Linked DNA regions of Mus musculus: region 1 is linked to region 2. Evidence: chromatin contacts called from public Hi-C data. All regions are on one chromosome and are shown on one strand. Each heading gives the region's core, a stretch centred on a gene start, on an enhancer-like site or on the middle of the called end of the contact. The rest is flanking DNA. Distances are from core to core; before and after follow the strand shown. Region 1 overlaps Kcnma1 (potassium large conductance calcium-activated channel, subfamily M, alpha member 1). Region 2 has its middle 27 kb from the start of A330001L22Rik.

What was found. A called contact is a pair of places that touch in the nucleus more often than the background predicts.
Region 1: a contact with region 2 is called in a Hi-C map of stem cell-derived motor neurons, with 3 times the contacts expected there. The contact joins two enhancer-like sites. A contact is called at or near these places in 3 of 39 promoter capture datasets (3T3-L1-derived adipocytes, pre-B cells and stem cell-derived epiblast-like cells), 5 of 15 datasets of contacts at CTCF or cohesin (the NIH/3T3 cell line, embryonic stem cells, large pre-B cells and 2 more), 77 of 484 Hi-C or Micro-C datasets (the AML12 cell line, B cells, the Ba/F3 cell line and 46 more), 5 of 115 datasets of contacts at active chromatin or transcription factors (differentiating embryonic stem cells, embryonic stem cells, large pre-B cells and 1 more) and 3 of 9 other capture datasets (embryonic stem cells, embryonic tail and embryonic trunk).

The regions. Positions count from the first base shown.
Region 1 is chr14:23,399,739-23,404,370 of GRCm38.p6, reverse strand. The region is part of intron 19 of Kcnma1 (potassium large conductance calcium-activated channel, subfamily M, alpha member 1); the gene reads left to right. Among named protein-coding and RNA genes, the nearest start is that of 5430425E15Rik, 110 kb to the left of the region's middle. Within about 2 kb of position 3,085, at least 35 of the 459 cell types and tissues checked have an H3K27ac peak or open chromatin away from gene starts, as enhancers often do. A contact at or near this core is called in stem cell-derived motor neurons, where this site is marked.
Region 2 is chr14:21,960,400-21,964,938 of GRCm38.p6, reverse strand. No RefSeq gene overlaps it. Among named protein-coding and RNA genes, the nearest start is that of A330001L22Rik, 27 kb to the left of the region's middle. Within about 2 kb of position 2,003, at least 6 of the 459 cell types and tissues checked have an H3K27ac peak or open chromatin away from gene starts, as enhancers often do. A contact at or near this core is called in stem cell-derived motor neurons, where this site is marked.

The DNA.
Region 1 (4,632 bases), core at 1,836-4,335, 1.4 Mb before region 2:
TCAATGTGGCATTGAGACTCCTTCACAGTTTGGTCTCAATGGGCTTCTGTAGTTAGAGTTTTACAGACATTTTTTTCTAGGTTTCTTCCAAAACAGTTCTTCTGATGTATACATTGATGTGATATTTCCCTGTGACTTATTCTTTCCCTAGCTTCTTCAAGGTAATTAAAACTTACCTATCAGTAACCCAGGCCCAAAGGTCCAATCTGGCCCTTCACCTTCTTTCATGGGTGAACTTCCACTTCAATGCAGCTACCCTCATTCATTCACCTACTGTCCCTGGCTACATTTGGGGGTCACAGCAAAGTGGAGTAGTTCCAACAAAATTTGGTTCCTGAACACCAAAATACTTACCATCTAACTCTATCAGGGAGACTTTAGCTGACGCTGATTTCACAGTTCAGTTTTCAAGTATCGCCAGCTCTGGCAAGCTGTCTTGGCTGGCTGTACCCAAGCCTCAAGTCAGAATTGGTAAGTCTCCTCTGAAAGCCTGCAAAAGCCCAGAGAAACCCAATGCAGGGTAGCTTTCATGAGTTTTTATAGAAACGAGTGGTCCTTGAACTCTGGTCATACAGCACACCATAGCCAAGAATAGTAGAAATTCAGCAGACACTTTGGGAGTGACATGGAAACTGTCAAGAATATGTCTTTATGGTTCATTGAGCGTATGTTTCTTCATGCTTCCTTATATTGTCGTGAAGAATGTAATTGTGGCTGAATAGCTGGTTCTTTAGGCCACTGGACAACTCTTAGATCATTCTAGAACTGATCTCTGCTTCTTGTGAATGGAACACAGCTCTCTGATTCTTTCTGCTGACAGTCATGTGGTGTTTGAATTCTGTGGTTGATCTAAAGATGCTGCTGTCTTCCCTTCCTTGTTTGTCATTCGGTTGCCTGAGTCTTTGTGGGTAGAGACGTATATTGGAAAGGCGAGATTTCACTACTTCCAGGATGATGTCCTGCTGAGGTCCTTCCAATCCAGACTTCAGCTTCCTAATGCAAACATGCTGATTTTATCTACCTGTTATTCCTCATTGATTTTTATTCATCCACTTTTCTCCTAAGGAAGGGTTTGCTCCAGCTGTAGCTAGTTGCCTAGACTACTGGCTTATCCCTCTGTCTACGTAGAGTCAACTCACAGCTTAAATCTTGAGAGCTCAGGATCCCTTTAGAACCCCCACCCACCCACTTTTTCTATTTTTCCACCCCTTCTGGGAACTCCAATGGTAACTCTGTATTGCCAGGGCATGTGGCAGACAAATGCCACCATTTCCCAATGTTTATGATCTTCCTGGCCAAATTCCCATGTAGCTGGTGGGAGCGACTATGTGCTCAAGTGAGGTCCTCCGACCCTTGATCCTCTTGATCCAAGTGTCTTACTCAGATCATGGGGAGGATGTAAAGCAATTTTTTAGACAGACACCATTGCTTTTAATGTTGATATGGCAAAGTCTGAATTATAAATACCTTCCATCTATAAGATGTTATATTGTTTTACATGGTGATGAGGAAGTTGTGGGGAAGATATGTCACTGATGCTGTGGGCAGAGAAACACTACCTGTCATTTTTTCTGGGGGTGGGGTAGGGAAGATCACCGAGACGTGATAGCAAAGGAACGCAATTAAGGTGTTTCAATGCTAAATCAAGGAGGAATAATCGGTAGATAAAATCAGCGTGTTTGTGTTAGGAAGCTGAAGTCTGGATTGGGAGGACCTCAGCATGACATCTTCCTGGAAGTACTGAAATCTTGCCTTTCCAATATACTTCCCTACCCACAAAGACTCATATAGGTGTTGAGAGCCACCCTTTTGGTTGTTGCCTGAGCTATTTTTGCAGTTCTTAGAGATTAAATCTCAATAACTTTTTGAAATTAGAGTGTGTTTCTCTCGGCCGAGTGGGTCATAATGTTCTTCTGCTTCCTTGGCACCCAAAGAACAGTTCTGCCCTCCCCTAAACCCCAGAGCATTATCATGTGATAGTGTGGCTTGAGATAAGATCAGGGTCGACAGAGGAATTGTCATTTTTCATTTCTTGGGCCCCTTTGATCCCATTTGGGGTTTATATTTTCTGAGTGAAAATACAAACCCTATTGCATTCTTCTGTCCTTTAGAGTCTTTTATTATTCTTATTTTTCCCCCTGTTAGAGATCTAATCCGAGTCTTAAGTGGCGTGGCCATTAGTTATCACCACCAGATTCACAGCCTACCTGCACTTTAGTTCTCTTACTACTGAACAGAAACCTCCCCTGATGCACAGCAACTGCTGGCTGTGGAGCTACCATCCGCATCTCATGGGTACTTGGTGTTAATTTATTTCACAGTTTCCTTTGCAGATATAATCAGACACACTATCACATCCCGGCTTCTCCTCTTTATTGTGTTCCTTTGCTATCACGTCGTCTCGGTGATCTCCCCCCCCCCCCCAGAGAAAATGACAGGTAGTGTTTCTCTGCCCACAGTATCGGTGACATATCTTCCCCACAACTTCCTCATCACCATGCAAAACCATATAACATCTTATAGATGGAAGGTATTTATATAAACGCCTATAAGGTATTTATAATTCAGACTTTGCTATATCAACATATTTCCCAAATGGCATTGTGGTCAAGGAACTTGTTCTCCAAAAATGGGGGGAGTGGGGAGGGGGAGGAGAGAATGTTCTTTTCTTTCTCAATTGTAAATAAAGGAGAAGTTAATAAGGGGAAGCCTTGCCCCTGATTCCTCCATATTTTGAAATGCGCGTTGTGAATCTCATGTTAAATGATCAGTTGTATTAATAGCACACTGTTAGAACAAAAAGGAGCTCTCTCTGTTGATGTATTTGGGTATTTACTGGGTGAGTTACAGAGCTTTGTGTATTAGAATTGGTTTGTCAACAATTAGCATGCTAGGTTTTTATATAACCTATACTTCAGGTAACAGAAGATTATTAAACTTCAACCAGTGGGTTAGAAATCTGCTGACGGGCAATAAAATTCTTACGTATAACAGCGCTGGAGAACTGCAGTTGTACAGCTGCACATTGAGGCTTAGATTGTGAGATAGATGGCCTCAGATCAGGGGGACTTGAAATATGAAGTAACCAGAAGGTGGCACTGCAACCCTATAAATGAAATGCTCCCTCCCAGATGGCCTCTAAATGCCTATCCTCCTGCCTCACTTCCTGCCTTTTCTCTTTCTCTTGATTCTCCTTTATTTCTCTAAGATGGATATCTGAAACTCTTTTTGCAAGAGATATGCATCCATTAAAACAACACCTCTCAACTTGCGATATTTCTTTTAAATCCAATTTGCCCAGTCTAATGCTCACTTGGAGAAAGTTCCAGCTAAGTAAACATTCACTGAATTTAAAAGACAAAGACCCAGAAAGCAGAGTCAGCCTCCAGTTGCCTCCCCACCACCCTCCCGCTGTTGCTGAGTGGAATGGCCATGTCTTTAATCTATTGGTTATACAGGTTAATTCCCACAGTACCCATCAGGATATGGAGGGCATGTTTATAAAGTTAATAAATAGACTGGATTAATATCCGTCTGAAAATAATTCCAACTTGATGCTGTCTCACAAAGAATTACCAAGTTAGAATCCATGTTCACCAATGGGTGTTGCTTTTCTCTATGGGGCCAGAAGTCAGTCCTGACACATGGCATAAGGGTTTATTTTTATGTCTTGTTTTAGATTTCAGTAAAATTATTTTTAGAAAAAGTGATTTGTTTTTCAACCTGGGCATTATCAATGAGCCAAATAAGACTACCAAAATAAATATTAAATACTTTTTAAAAACATAACTATAGGCAACAACTGTTTATTTCTTCTATCTATATGTATAGCCTATTTTCAAATTTATTTTTTAAACCAAAGATACATCTTTAAAAAAAAAAAAAGAAAGAAAGAAAAAGAAAAGTACAACATGTGATAAATACTGCCTTGTTTACGAGACAGACATTTTTATTGAGAGAATAATTTACCTATTTTCTTTAGTATTCTACCTGTTAGTAACTTGGAAGATATACTTTACTTATGTTGTAAATGAATAATAATTTTAATTCATTAACTTTGAGCGTCCATTAGGACATTTCTGTGCTGGGCTTTTGAAACTTCCAGGTATAAGTGGTGGGCGCTGGCCAGTGCTGGACACTCTTTGCCTTGCCTGTGTGGTTTACAAAGTGTTATTAATCCGACCAAACCACACAGCACATGGTGGGGAAGCAGTTCCCTGTCCAGGACTCTACTTCCAAGAACTGATTTTGTTGACAATGACTTTTCAGAAAACAATTGTCATTAGTTTTCAGTAAAAGCTGGTCCCTGCTGGCCTCCCTTCCAGATCTCTGCCCAGACGACAGGAAACAACAAGCTGAGAGTCAAGGATAGGTTGATCACTCAGTAAGACATCAGCTTCCTATAACCCACAGAACCCTTCTCCAAGAGGTTCAGTAACTTTATCTTGCCATCAGTTCCCCTGCTCGGGATAAGAAATGTCCATGGCAGACCCCTGCACTTAGGTTGTATGCGCTTCTAATATGTCTTATCTTGGACAAAGTTATAAGTGTAACTTTGTAGCAGCCTGAAGGAAATTGGGCTGAGCTAGGCAGGGTTTCATCATTTTCTCCAACGAGTTTACTTCCCACCCA
Region 2 (4,539 bases), core at 754-3,253:
GAAAATAAAGAAAACTTGGTTTGGGGCAGAGGAGATGACAAGTGTGCAGATCTGAGTTCCAATTCCCAGAAAGTCATATGAGGTAGCGCTTGCTTTTCTAACCCCACTGCTCCTTCAGGAAGGTGGAGGTGGGGACACCTATAGGCCAGCTGGCCTGGTGTACACAGCAGAGAAAAAAAAAAAAAAACAGGAAAAAAAAGGGGGGGGGGGAGACACCTAGTCTCAAGGTGGAAGGCATAAGCTGACACATGAGGTTGTTTTCTGATTTCCACACATGCACAAATTTACACAGACACACACATGCATATTGCACACATCAGGCACACACAAAGATAAAATATAAAAATAAAGGAAAATTTGGCTTGCATATATACTTTGTGCATGTACCTGCCCTTGATACTTACCTGTCTAGGTCTTTATTTGCCCTGCCTCGCCTCTCTGCCTCTGCCTCTCTGCCTCTGCCTCTGCCTCTCTGCCTCTCTGCCTCTCTGCCTCTGCCTCTGCCTCTGCCTCTGCCTCTGCCTCTGCCTCTGCCTCTGCCTCTGCCTCTGCCTCTGCCTCTGCCTCTGCCTCTGCCTCTGCCTCTGCCTCTGCCTCTGCCTCTGCCTCTGCCTCTGCCTCTGCCTAAGTACATGAATTGCAGGTCTGTGTGGCCACAGCCAGCTATTCTTAATCATCCTGATCATTCTAAATTTTTGTTTGTTTGTTGAATTTTATTTGTCATGGGGTCTAGCTACATATCCCAAGCTATCTTAGAACTTACTATTTAGCCCAGGCTAGCCTTGAATCCAAAATCCTCCTGACTCAGCCTCCCAAGTGCTAATATTATAGACATGCATTGCTGTATCTGTCCTAATGTTTTGTTCTTTTAACTTCCTGTCTCGGTTTTGCAGAGATGTGTTGTGTTGTGTTTGTTTGTTTGTTTGTTTGTTTGTTTGTTTTAAAGAAATTATAAAAGGAGCCAGAGCATTTTTAAAAAGTAGTAATGAAAGGCACTTTTCTAGTACCCTTTCTTCTGCTCAAAAGCTTGCTTCTGGGCTGGAGAGACGAGACGGCTCAGTGGTTAAGAGCACTAGCTGCTCTTCCAGAGGACCTGGTTCAGTCCCCAGCACTAACATGATGGCTCGCAGCCATGTATAACTGTAGTCCCATGGAATCCAGTGCCCTCTTCTGGTGTGGAGATGTGCATGCAGACAAAATGCCCATACACATAAAATCCACAGATAAATAAATCTAAAAACAAAAAACAAAGTCCATGTCTATCCTGCTCTGTAAGGAAAGGCTCACGGATACCATGAAAAGCTAGATGGGAAGCCAGTGACATATTATCACAAAAAACACAACGCCCAAATCCACTCCAATCACCTTTCCTGGCCCATGGAGGTGAGGGCTGCTCAACAGCTTAGCACAGCTGAATATCCCAATGCTAACCAATCCCCTACACCAATGCCTGAAAAATGGATCTTCCCTTGAGCACTGCTGCTTCTGCGACCAGTGTAGGCCAAATGGGATAAACCTTCCAAACCAGAGGGAAGGGACCCTAGGTCCCCCAGGAACTTGGGGAGGTCAGATGCCAACCCATTTCCTTATGTGAGGAATGCCCATGATGAAATGAAGACCAGGAACAGTAAGTGACCCAGTTTGAACAAAGGGGCAGAGGATCGATGCTCCAAAGCCACCGCCTGTTTTGTAGGTCCTTTAACTACAGCATTATATATTATATGCAAATCAGAGCACCAACTTAAGACTGCTTTTCATGTCAAGAGGCTGCTTTGAGCCTATAAGTTATATTTTTCAGATCTCGGACAGTAACATTTTTCTTTTTAGCACGAAGTTGCTCATGGTTCATCTGAGACTCTTTTAAATTGCGGCTTTCAGAGAAATAACAATGTAAAATGACACGATGATATATGGCCCCATCCGGCAGACCCGGACTGCAGCAGCCACGAACGCCACTAAACCTCTGGGAATGAAGCGGTCTCCGGAGCGCCATTGTGCGATTGTCCTAACCGGATCATTTTTAATTAGTTGCAATTAATTTCAAGTGACAGCGTCCTGCAATATCAAGTCAGAGCCGCTCTAGTGCGTGGGTGGGGTTATTAGGAACAGACGGTTGGTGAGAGGAGCCAGAGGGAGGTCGTGTCACCAAGCTCTTACCTACAAGACCTTCTGCATGGGGGAGGGGAATGGAGGTCCATCATCTTCTGAGCCGGAGGGGAGAGCTGATTCCTAATGAAGCAAATGTTCTGGTACGTTCTGGGCTGTGCGTGGGCCTTGCTTATTATGCACCGCATGGCGGCCAACTGTGGAAAATGATCTCACTTTGGTCACACAATTAGTTTTCCTTCGTTTGGCAGGAGCAGCTTCTGAGAGGAGGAGGTGAGCAGGCAGCTTATTTGGGAAGTGACCCCAGGAGTGAGGAAGTGAGCAGGAAATGGAATGGAGCCATGTTGTTCCTGAGTGTGGAGGCACAGAGAGATTAAGGAACTTGCCTGGGAGGTTACCTAGACACTGAGTGGTGGGGTTAGGATGAGTCCAGAGAAATCCCGGTGATAAAGACACTGGCCCTAAAAAGCTGCACTTCCACTGGGGTTTAGTCACACTTCCCTTGAACTGAAACATAAACACACGCATGCGCGCGCGCGCACACACACACACACACACACAAATAGAAATGTAGCAAGTACCAAAGAATCACTTTTCTAAAAAAATAAAAATTATTTATTTATATGTAGATGTGTGTGCCTGTATATGTGTACATGCATGTTTCATATGTATATGTATGTGCCTGTGTACATGTACAACAAGCCTGTGCATGCAGTTGTACAAGGAAGCCAGAAGACAGTAGTAGAACCCCTGGAGCCTGAGTATCAGGTAGTGATACTCAGCTGTCTAACAGGGTACTGGGAACTGAACTCTGGTCCTGACTAACCACTTCTCCTTTTAAAAAACCAAATATAGGGGATGGTGCCACATTCCTGTAATGCCAGCATGGGGAGATGGAGACAGGAAGATCAGGAGTTCAAGGCCAGCCTCATTATACCATTAGTATAAGGACAATCTTCATTACTTAATACCTTGTCTCAAAACAAAAACTTAACATAGATAATTGCCCCCATTTGGAAAACCCCAGGCATTGGAGAGAGGCCTGGCATCACGGCCCTCTCTCCAGCCTTAGGCTGGGCAGGGAGAAAGGGGCTCTGTTCAGAGATATGTGTCTATAGCCATATATCACAGATATATCTCCCAAGAGGAGCCAACTTCACCTTAATAACCATTGACAGTACTGTCCTCCAGGATGGAATCCTGCTCCCTGGGTTCAATCTCTCCTTAGCAAAGCTGCTTTTGGCCACAAAAGGAGCCTACAGGGCATCACTTCACCACACAAGATGGTTTCCTTTAGCATATCTTATCTTTGGATGTCCAGTAACTTTTTAAATTTTTGTTAGAGTGTGTGTGTGTGTGTGTGTGTGTGTGATGCCTGTGTGTAAGTCTGCAAACCATGTGTATACCTGGTATTCACAGAGGCCAAAAGGAGTCATCTCATCTCCTGAAACTAGAATTGTAATTGGCTGTGAGCCACCATATAGGTGCTGGGGATTGAGCCTGGGTCTTCTGGAAGAGCAGCCAGTGCTCTTAGCTTCAGAGCCATCGCTCCAGCCCAATGGATTTCTAATAACTTTTTAAATAACCCAGACTAATTTTCCCATTTTTTTTCCCACCACTAATTTTTGTATCTAACCAGCCTTAGCTTTGCTCAACCTGTTAGGAAACCTTCCTCTGGTCTGGGATCGCCCATGAGCTCCAACTCTCTCAACTGATGGCAGAGGCTTCCAGCACCATCCTTCTATACCCTATAGTCCATACCCTTCCCTGGCATTTGCCATAAGAGGTCCTGTGGCCCTAGACTTGTGTATTGTAGGTCAGCCAGCTATGTAGCCATGTAGGGTCCAGCCCATCCTTCTCAATGAGCCCAGTTAGGATCATGAAAGGCCATCCTTAGAGAGCTTATCTATTTAGTGGGACATAAGTGGTATGATTCCTCCTGAGACGATCAAGAAGCAATTGGCAAACTGGTATGACCCGGTGCTTCCATTGCCCTGAGGAAGCAAAGCAGACTGTGGTGGGACATGGGCAAAAGTCGCAGGGGGTACCTTCCTGAATAAATGTGTGGATATGAAGCTACCCTATAGAACTTCTTCTGTTTGAGTGCTTTCTCCCCAACTTGGCGAAGTTGTAGTTTTATGAGGTGGGGTCTAGCTGGAGAAAATGTTTGGCAGGGTCTGTTAATGACCTTTTTAAAATGTATTTAAATTGTCCTGTGTAGGTGCCCATACCACAAAGTCCAGAAGATGTGTTGGAACCTCCAGAGCTGGAGTTACAGGGGGGTTGTAAGCTACCTCATATGTCAAATGCTGAGGAATGAATTCCGCTGCAAGATCAGTGTGTGCTCTTAACCGCGGGACCTTCTCCTCAGCCTTCAACATTTATACTTATTATGTTTATAGTGTGTGGGGAGGTGCACACGCCATGTGTATA